Regions from separate parts of the Oryctolagus cuniculus genome. Here region 1 is linked to region 2. A link is a contact called in public Hi-C data. All regions are on one chromosome and are shown on one strand. Each heading gives the region's core, a stretch centred on a gene start, on an enhancer-like site or on the middle of the called end of the contact. The rest is flanking DNA. Distances are from core to core; before and after follow the strand shown. Region 1 holds the start of THBS1 (thrombospondin 1). Region 2 has its middle 68 kb from the start of THBS1.

Region 1 (4,460 bases), core at 1,421-3,920, 68 kb before region 2:
TGGAGGACATGCATGTGTGTGCAAATGCCCACTGAGGTCACTTCACCTCTTAACTGGGTTCTCTGGGGAGAATTCATGCACAATCACCTATGCTTAAATTTCTGTTTGTTTTTGGTGGGATTCCCACTCCCACCTGCCCTGATTTCCCCCATATGCCTTAAAGAGAGAGGGGTACTCACCACTGGAGCAGCCTTTGTTCCTGAGGATGTCTTCTGGTGTGGTTCCAAAGACAAACCGCACATTCTGCAGTGCCCCCTGTGGGCAGAAGACACACATTACATATACAGTGTGGAGACCGGGGCTCTATGGGAAGGCTGTGCTAAGAGAAGCACACAACAGATCATTCACAAAGCTTCAAAGGGTCCTGTTTTAAGATCACTCTATCAAAATAACACACCAACATAAATTGCCAAACAACTTCAAAATCTTAATTGTGCCTCCTGCCAAGTCTTCAGTATTTGACAAGGAATTCAGTTATCTGCCTACTTGGGTACACAGGAAATGGAATCTGATACAAAGCCTGGAGGATACAATGACACTATCCAGTGTCAAAGAGTTAAATGTGGGAGTTCAAAGCCAGAGTCACAAACATAGGGGCTAAGGCCAGGAAGAAGCTGCAGCAGCAAATAACCACAATTTTAACCTCTCGACTGAGACCGGCTCAAACCCCTACAAAGAATCCAAGAGCAAAGCGATTATTGATTCTGCCGTGCAAGCCCCTCGTGAAGCAGTATTAAAAGTGGTGGGACACATTCGAGGTTAGTCTTCTTGAGAGCCTAAGGAGTGCCTGTGGCTTGAACAGGCTGTCACAGCAAAATCATGGGCTTCCCTGGGGAGTTTTTGACCCGTGGCTCCTCGACTACCATCTCAGCCTCAGCATTATCTGGCACTTGTTAGAAATGCAACTTCTCAGACCCATTCCAGTGCACTGAACTGGGGACTCTGGGAGTGGGGTACAGCAGCCCTCCGGGGAAGGTGATGCTTCTAGAATGGGAACTGCGGCTTTGGTCTCCCGACAGGTCAGCAGGCTAGCAGACGGCCCCAGGACCAGGGCGCAGAGAAGCGGCCTCACCTGGAAGTTGTCATTAACGCCTCCCTTGGCGATGCGGAGCCTGGCCACGTTGGCCAGGTCCCTGGTGAAGATGCTCTGGATGGGGACGTCCAGCTCAGCATTCTCCATCTTCTCGCAGTCGATGTACAGCTGGGCCCTGTCTTCCTGCACAAACAGGGTGATGCTCTTCCAGTGGCCGGTCGCCAGCAGAGCTTCCTCCACCGACACCACATGCTGCTTCCCCTGCACGGTCAGGCTCAGGTCCAGGGTGCCCGCCTTGCCGTTGGAGACCACGCTGAAGACCTGGCCAGAGTGGTCTTTCCGCTCCAAAGCCAGCAGCGTGCCCCGGGTCTTCTTCATCTGCCTCAGGGAGGCCAGGAAGAGGAAACCTTTCTCTGCGCGCACAGCATCCACTAGGTCCTGGAACTTGTCGTCAGGCACCGGGGGGATCAGGTTGGCATCTTCGATGCGGTAAGCAGGGCTGGAAGGGTCAGGACCCTTCACGAGCCGGCGCCCAGAGCCCTTGCGGGCAGCCCCGGTGAGTTCAAAGATGTCAAACACGCTGTTGTCTCCCCCAGATTCTGCCGGACAGGAAAGGACAACAGTGAGTTTTCTAGGCTAGGGCTGGGGCTGGGGCTGGGGCTGGGGCTGGGGCTGGGGCTGGGGCTGGGGCTGGGGCTGGGGGAGGGAGCTGAGCCCTGGCAGCCGGCCCACAGGCACGGGCAGCCACTGAAAGAGCTGACTGGACACCGCGATCAGAGCAAGGCTGCATCTTGATACTCAGCTGGGGCTCAGGGGAGAGACGGCTGGGAGGGAGAGCCAGTGCCTTCTCCTTCCACCTGCCCTGAGGTGTCGCACAGACTCACCTGGAATGTGGTTGCTGCCACACACCTGCAGCAGGAACAGGACACTGAGTCCCCAGGCCAGCCCCATGGTGGAGCTGTCTGTGCCCAGCAGGGAGCCTGCAGCAAGAAGCGCAAGAGCACAGGGTCAGAGACAGCGAAGACTGGGGGCTAGTAGGGGGCCAGAGCCCCGCAGCCCTCCTGGGCCTCACATTCGCTGGAGACACCGCGGGACTGGTTTTCCAGAGGGCATCATGCAAAAAATGAGAGTTGGAGGGAGGTGAAGCCAGGGGCACCCGGACCACCAGCGGGGGTGGGGGGTTGTTTCTTGGGAAGTTGAGAGTGAACAGCAGGGCCAGGAGATGCAGCTAGGGGGAGGAGGGAGGGCATGACGAAGTAGCCTCCTCCCTAGAGGACAGTTAGCAAGGTTTAGGTAGGACTTGGAGGAATCCTGGGGCGCTCTGATGAGTTAGTTTGTGAATTCCTAGCTGAAGAGTCCCGCCGGCGGCTGGGAGGGACAGAATGGGGGCAACGAAAGAGAGGAGAACCTGGGAGCTCGAGATGGATGGCCAGGGCGGTGCGGGCTCCTGGCGACCGCCCGGGGCGCTTACCTGTGTAGACGTGGGCTCAGCGGCCGGGAGCGGCGGCGAAGACGCAGGAGAGGCGCCGGGGTAACCGGTTAGCCCGGGGGACCGCGGTCGGACTCGCAGGCTGAGCAGGAGGATCGCTCGCTCGCTGGAAACCCGAAGTGGCCGGCTGGCTCGGGTGCAGTGGCTGGCGAGGCGAAGCGGCGCGCTTTTAAAGGGGGCGCTCGCATTCCTGGGGATTCCTCTGGCCAATGGGCGGCGACCGGGCAGGAAGCGGGAGGGGGGCCAGTCTGGGTCGCGCTCCCCGCCCCCAGCCGCCCGGCGCGCAGCTTTCCAGCTAGGAAGCTGAGGGGGGAGCGGCTGCCGGCGCAGGAGCGTCGCAACTTCTCAGAAATAACAGGCGCCCGCCCAGGCAGCCTTGGCGCGCGCAGCCTCGGAGCTCGGGCTCCTGGGCCACGCGGCCCGAGGCGTTTGGCGCGAGCGTCCCGGGCAGCGATGGGGCTTAGCGACCACCGCAGACCCATGGGAGGGCTCTCGGGCAAGCTCGTACCCTTGAATACCCCGCCCAGGGCTGTGGCTCAGAGGTGGACGCTTTGAGACGGCTTTGCAAAAATGGTGGGCCTGATGGGGACACAGGGGACCCCTCGGGAGAACCAGCTGTCCGGGAGAAGTGGCCCCTGGGGTGCAGGCCGACCCCAGCCCATCATCCTGCCGGGGTGGGGCGGCAGGCGTCCCCCGTGCCGACGCACCTGGACTGGCGCGCACGCCTGCCCCGCGCCTGACCTCTCCAGGCTGAGCGTGCGGAGTCGCGCCGGGCCTGCAGGGCGCTGTGCGCAGCTCGCACTTGCCGAGTCCCCGCGACGGTCGCTTCGGCGGTGGCTGCCGCGCTCCCACGGCTTGCCGCTTGGGGGCGGTATGCGTATTGCTATCGAGGGGACCCACGCCGAGTGCTGCTTGCCAGTAGGGGAGTTTTAAGCGAATGGACTCCTGTCCGGCTCCCTCAAGCCAAAACTAAAGTTTGTGTCTTGAAAAACAGTCTTCGTGCCCACTCGTGCTTCTTAACGTGACTCCTGGTTGGAGAGTTTGCAGAGCCATCTGGCTCCAGGGTCTTAAACTATTTACAGAACAGACCCGGAGAGTAATAAATTACTCGCTGCCTATTATTTTATTTCCCTTTTTCCTCCCTAAGCGTTCCTTTCATTTTTCGGCTCCTGAAACCAAGGCGTGGGTTACATTTCTGTGGGTACGCACATTGCCATGGGCCCTGCAGCCTGATGCTTCTGTCATTGACGTCTGGTCTCCAAGCCACTGTCCCAAGCCAGCATGACTGCAGCGGCCTGGAATTCCATTCATCTGCCTGGGATGGGACGTCAGCAGCCACTGCTGCCCCTGCCGTGGTCCCGCGTTATCAGGCTGGCCCAAGGACCAGGGCACAGGTAGAAGCTTCACCAAATAAGGGTCTCGTGCCACACGCAGAGGGGACCTTCCCTCCCCCCACCTCCTTTCTTAGCAGTGACACCTGGCAGGACTCCCACTGCTGGAAACACGCACGGGTTCCGCGCATCTGACAGCGGCGTCACTTTCCTTGTGTGACAAGGTGTGCCTGTGTGTCCATCAAGCGCCTCTAGGAGATACACATGTTCCTAAGATGCCTGTTTGTTTGCTGCATTTCGATGTCTCGAGGCAGGAGTCAAAGTTTCTATTGGCTGATGAGTCAGATCGGATTCCGGTCCTGGAAGTCGCAGGTAGTGAGTCATGCGCACAGATCTGAAGGGAGCAGCAGCCATGCGTGTCCTCCCACTTTCCTCTCCCTCTCCTTCCCCGGCAGCCAGTTTGCTCTTTGCAAGAGGCTTTTTTTTTCTCTCTCTCTCTCTACTTGTGACTAATTCTTCCTGGTACTGGGCACTTAGGAACCAGCACTTTTTGGAGGACTGGCCAGCTGATGGCACTGGGCTCCTGTGGCCCAGGTTGATATTTTAG
Region 2 (4,287 bases), core at 674-3,173:
TTTTTTGGATTTTTTTTATTTTTTGACAGGCAGAGTGGACAGTGAGAGAGAGAGACAGAGAGAAAGGTCTTCCTTTTGCCGTTGGTTCACCCTCCAATGGCCGCTGCGGCCGGCGCACCGCGCTGATCCGAAGGCAGGAGCCAGGTGCTTCTCCTGGTCTCCCATGGGGTGCAGGGCCCAAGCACTTGGGCCATCCTCCACTGCACTCCTGGGCCACAGCAGAGAGCTGGCCTGGAAGAGGAGCTACCGGGACAGAATCCGGCGCCCCGAATGGGACTAGAACCCGGTGTGTGGGCGCCGCAAGGTGGAGGATTAGCCTAGTGAGCCGCGGCGCTAGCCTACTCACTGTTGTATTTTACATGCAGAAAGTTACAGTATGAGGAAGGGCAGCCAGGACCTGATTCAACTGTTGAGCCAACTCCATGGAACAGCTGGGCCCAGGAGTTCAGATTTCATACTCTCCTGTTGACCTCAATTTGTTTTTTCTTTTGAGAAGATCTTGCCTTTTGTAGTGTAACTCTGTGGCAGAACCTGTGTAGATTAGGAAGGATGGCTATGGTCGTTAATCCTATGGAGAGTTAGTGGCTGAGTGTTCCTTGCCTTTCTCCATTGGCTCCACCAAATCCAGCCACCTTTCTAAGCAAACTGATGTGCATGGGCCTTATCAATGGACCTTAGATTTAGCACTGGGAGGCACCAGGAAGAGATTAGAGGGTGGGAGGAGAAGGGTGGGTTTTAATCCCCCTGTCTCCCTCCTGATGCTACTCCTTCACTGAAGATTTAGACTCTCCAGAGCTGTTTTCCTCACTTGTGGCTCTCTCAGGGTCTGGTAGCAGCTCCTCCCCTTAATCCTTCAAATCTATGGGAGTCGGCACTTTCTACTATGGCTACTTCCGGGATGCCTTGCCATCCCCTCCCTGGGTGTTCTCTTAATCATCCCTGCACATGACTCCTTCATGAAGATCTCCTCAATTGGAACACACCATCTGTTTCCCTCCAGGATCCTGACTGATATAACGGCCAAAATAAGCTCTTCTGTGGGCAGCATTGAGGGAGGCAGAAAATAAAGAAGATAACACTGTCCACTTACTGCAGGCTTGGGAAGTGCTTTGCATGTATTCAATAAATATTTACTCATTGCTTTCTGTAGGCTAAACACTGGTGGATAAAACAGCCTCTGCTCTCAGATGGATGACAGCAGCCTGTTATGATTATCACTACTTCAAACACTGGGAGGGTGAGTCCCAGAGAGGTTGAATTACTTTCCCAAGGGTTGCAGAGCTAGGATTGGAACCTCTGCCATCTGACTCCAAAGTCCATGCCTCGAGTGAGCTGTCAAGCCTGCAGCTGGATGATACCCTGGGAATGGAGCTGTTTTGCTTGGCTTGGTGATGAGAAGAGAGTAGGGGAAGCCTGGAGCCTTCACAAGGGAAGATCATGGAGCTGAACTTGCCTAGGCCTACTACATCATGGATGAGCTGGTGCTGGGCTGTGGGGATCAGTCCTGGCAGTTGGTGACAGTGCTGACCCTGGGCAGGCTGAGAATAAGGTATTCAGGTTCTTATCCATGGCCCTTCCCAGTTCTGCCATCAGCCGGCTTTTGGCAGCAGGTAGGGATACCTCTGTTGTTCAAGTCCAGGCATTTTTCTCTGTCCTAGCACAGGCATTTTTGTGCCATGAAGAGACTGTGTCCCCCAGGTAGTGACCATAACAGGTCACTACCCTCCGTAGATTCCTGAAGGACATGCTAAGCCTCAAGGAGAAAGATAAACTTGCTGCCATATTGGTTTTAGAGTCAAGATTCAAATCCCTGGTTCTTCTCCACTTCTGAGGACTGTTCCTCAAATCCTGAAGAGACTGGCCTTGGACTGAGCCAACTTCCTGAAGGGACATTGCTGACCAGCAGTCGGAATGGTCTGCACGCCCACAGCTGAACCTCCAGGGATGCCTTGGAGCGGCAACTCTCATGGTACAGCCTGTGACTCATAGACCATTGGGACCACAGGCTGGAGTCTGGATGCTGTCCAATTCTCTACAGCCCTGAGACCGACTGGACCAGCATCCAAGTCAGGGAGAGAGCAGCCTTTATCATTCTCTTATTTTCAGAAGAATGTGTCATTATTTCCAAAGCTCCTTTATAAAATGTTGCGCGCTTCTGACTAGCCTGTTTCCTTCTGTGCATTTTTACCTCCTTCCCTCACTTCCTTCCTCCCTCATTCCTTTCATCCCTCCTCTTCCATCATTTTTCCTATTTCCTATTTCCATTTTCTCTTTTGATTTCTTTCTGTTTCTCTCTCTTGTCTTTGTTGTCGCCATTCTTTCCTTGGAGAGTCACCTTGGTCAGCTTCAGGTGTTAGCTTAGGAACTGGAATTCAGAGTTCAAAGAGACATCTTCTATGTAAGTGTTCATCTTTTTTTTGGCACCCAGGTGAATATCAATGACACCCCCTCTGTCATCAGGCAGATAAACAGACACCTCTTGACTCAGAAAGGGCTTGACCCTTGAAAGATTCAAATGGGGGGACCAGTGCTATGGCACAGCGGGTTAACGCCCTGGCCTGAAGCGCTGGCATCCCATATGGGTGCTGGTTCTAGTCCTGGCTGCTCCACTTCCAATCTGGCTCTCTGCTATGGCCTGGGAAATTAGTAGAAGATGGCCCAAGTCCTTGGGCCCTTGCATACATGTGGGAGACCCGGAAGAAGCTCCTGGCTCCTGGCTTTGGATTGGCGCAGTTCCGGCCGTTGCGGCCAATTGAGGAGTGAACCATCGGATGGAAAAACTCTCTCTCTCTCTCTCTCTCTCTCTCTCTCTCTGCCTCTCCTCTCTCTGTGTAACTCTGACTCTCAAGTAAAAAGTAAATAAATCTTAAAAAAAAGATTCAAATGAAGAAATTACAGGGAATTGAAACATGGGTATCAGAGAAGAATCTTCTATTTTTTTGAGGGAGCCAAAGAAACATACTGATATTCACGCCTATTTCCTAACTGTGATGAGAAAGCAGGATACAATCAGGCTAACAGCATGCACAACTGGATGGCAACAACAAAGAGCTCATTTTTCATAAAACTAAAATGTAGAGTGATTTTGAACTCTCTTTGTCTCTTGGCTTAGTAAAAGCAGTGTGGGTCATAGGGGAACCCTTGTTGGGTATCAAGTTGTCTAACTCATTGCACAGGTTTCTCTCCTGCTCTTCTCACCTTGCAGTGAGCACATCAGTCTTCCTTTAGCTTTCTTACTCCATCCCCATGAGTGACCATTAACACAGGATTTTCCATGACCCAGTTCTTAACAGTTGATGATAGAAGTGAGAGGCTCTTGCCAGGAATTTTTACTTGTAGAAAAATCTCTAGAGGAGCTCTTCTCCATTCCTATCCCACCCCAGTATCTATCCATTATGGTTGGCCTGACTTACATAAAACCCAGTCCAAGAAAATGGGTGAGTCTCTCCCCCAAAGGTCTTATAACTTAAAGTGAGGGAAGGTCTAGAGCTGAGTGTCTGTCTCCCACACCACCATCTGGTATGGATGCGTGGTGTCCCATGAATGAAGCACCTGCAGAGTGCTAAAGTGCCAGGATACTAACCCTGACATCACCTGGCACACACACAGAGTTGAGCTCCCTGGAGCTGTGAGCTCATTCTCTAGGGCGGAAAGAGGTAGATTATTTGTGTGTTTTCTGTCCAAAGATGGCTGCTCTAGGCCTGACCTTGTGGAAGCTTTTTGGCTTCTGGGGAGGTGATGTCACTCAGCACTTCCTGCAGCTGCTGTAGAGGAGTCGCCCTCTATCCCAAGGTCCGCAGAGGCACTGCAGTTAAGAGCCAGTGCATATGGGCTCCATGCCCAATCATTGCTGCGACTTGTGGCAATGGAGGAGAAGCAGTCCTTAGCATAGCAAGTGAGTTGACTTGGTAGCCTGGATGGGAGAGAGACCAGGGAGCCCTGAAGCATCCTCATATCTCCTTCCCACACCCTCTTGGGTGTGGTCCACACTGGCCAAGCCCAAACTCTTCGTGTCCAAGTGGTCTACACAGATCTATTGAGCCATTCATCAAAAAGGTCAAAAGCTCTGAATACTCCCACTGGGTTAGCTCTGAAGTTGTTATTTTTAAATTAGTTTGTTATAAGCAGTAACTAATCAAGGAACAGATAGTCTAGGGCATGTTTCTCCCAATTGGTTAATCTGGATCTGTAGGATAATTAATGTGCACTAATAAAACCAGACGCAAAGAGAAACACATTCAAATCCATTTAGCAAGCAGCCATCTTTGGACAGAAAACACAAAAATA

The links. Hi-C and Micro-C count contacts between places; a contact is called where the count stands out from the background.
Region 1: a contact with region 2 is called in a Hi-C map of embryonic fibroblasts, with 4 times the contacts expected there. The contact joins the promoter of THBS1 here to the enhancer-like site in region 2. A contact is called at or near these places in 2 of 6 Hi-C or Micro-C datasets (embryonic fibroblasts and skin fibroblasts).

Annotation. Positions count from the first base shown.
Region 1 is chr12:62,644,348-62,648,807 of mOryCun1.1, reverse strand. It overlaps THBS1 (thrombospondin 1), which reads right to left and starts at 2,670. Exons shown (of 22, transcript XM_002717799.5): 1 at 2,505-2,670; 2 at 1,918-2,013; 3 at 1,073-1,632; 4 at 180-255. The coding sequence starts at 1,984.
Region 2 is chr12:62,575,742-62,580,028 of mOryCun1.1, reverse strand. No RefSeq gene overlaps it. Among named protein-coding and RNA genes, the nearest start is that of THBS1, 68 kb to the left of the region's middle. Within about 2 kb of position 1,923, at least 2 of the 8 cell types and tissues checked have an H3K27ac peak or open chromatin away from gene starts, as enhancers often do.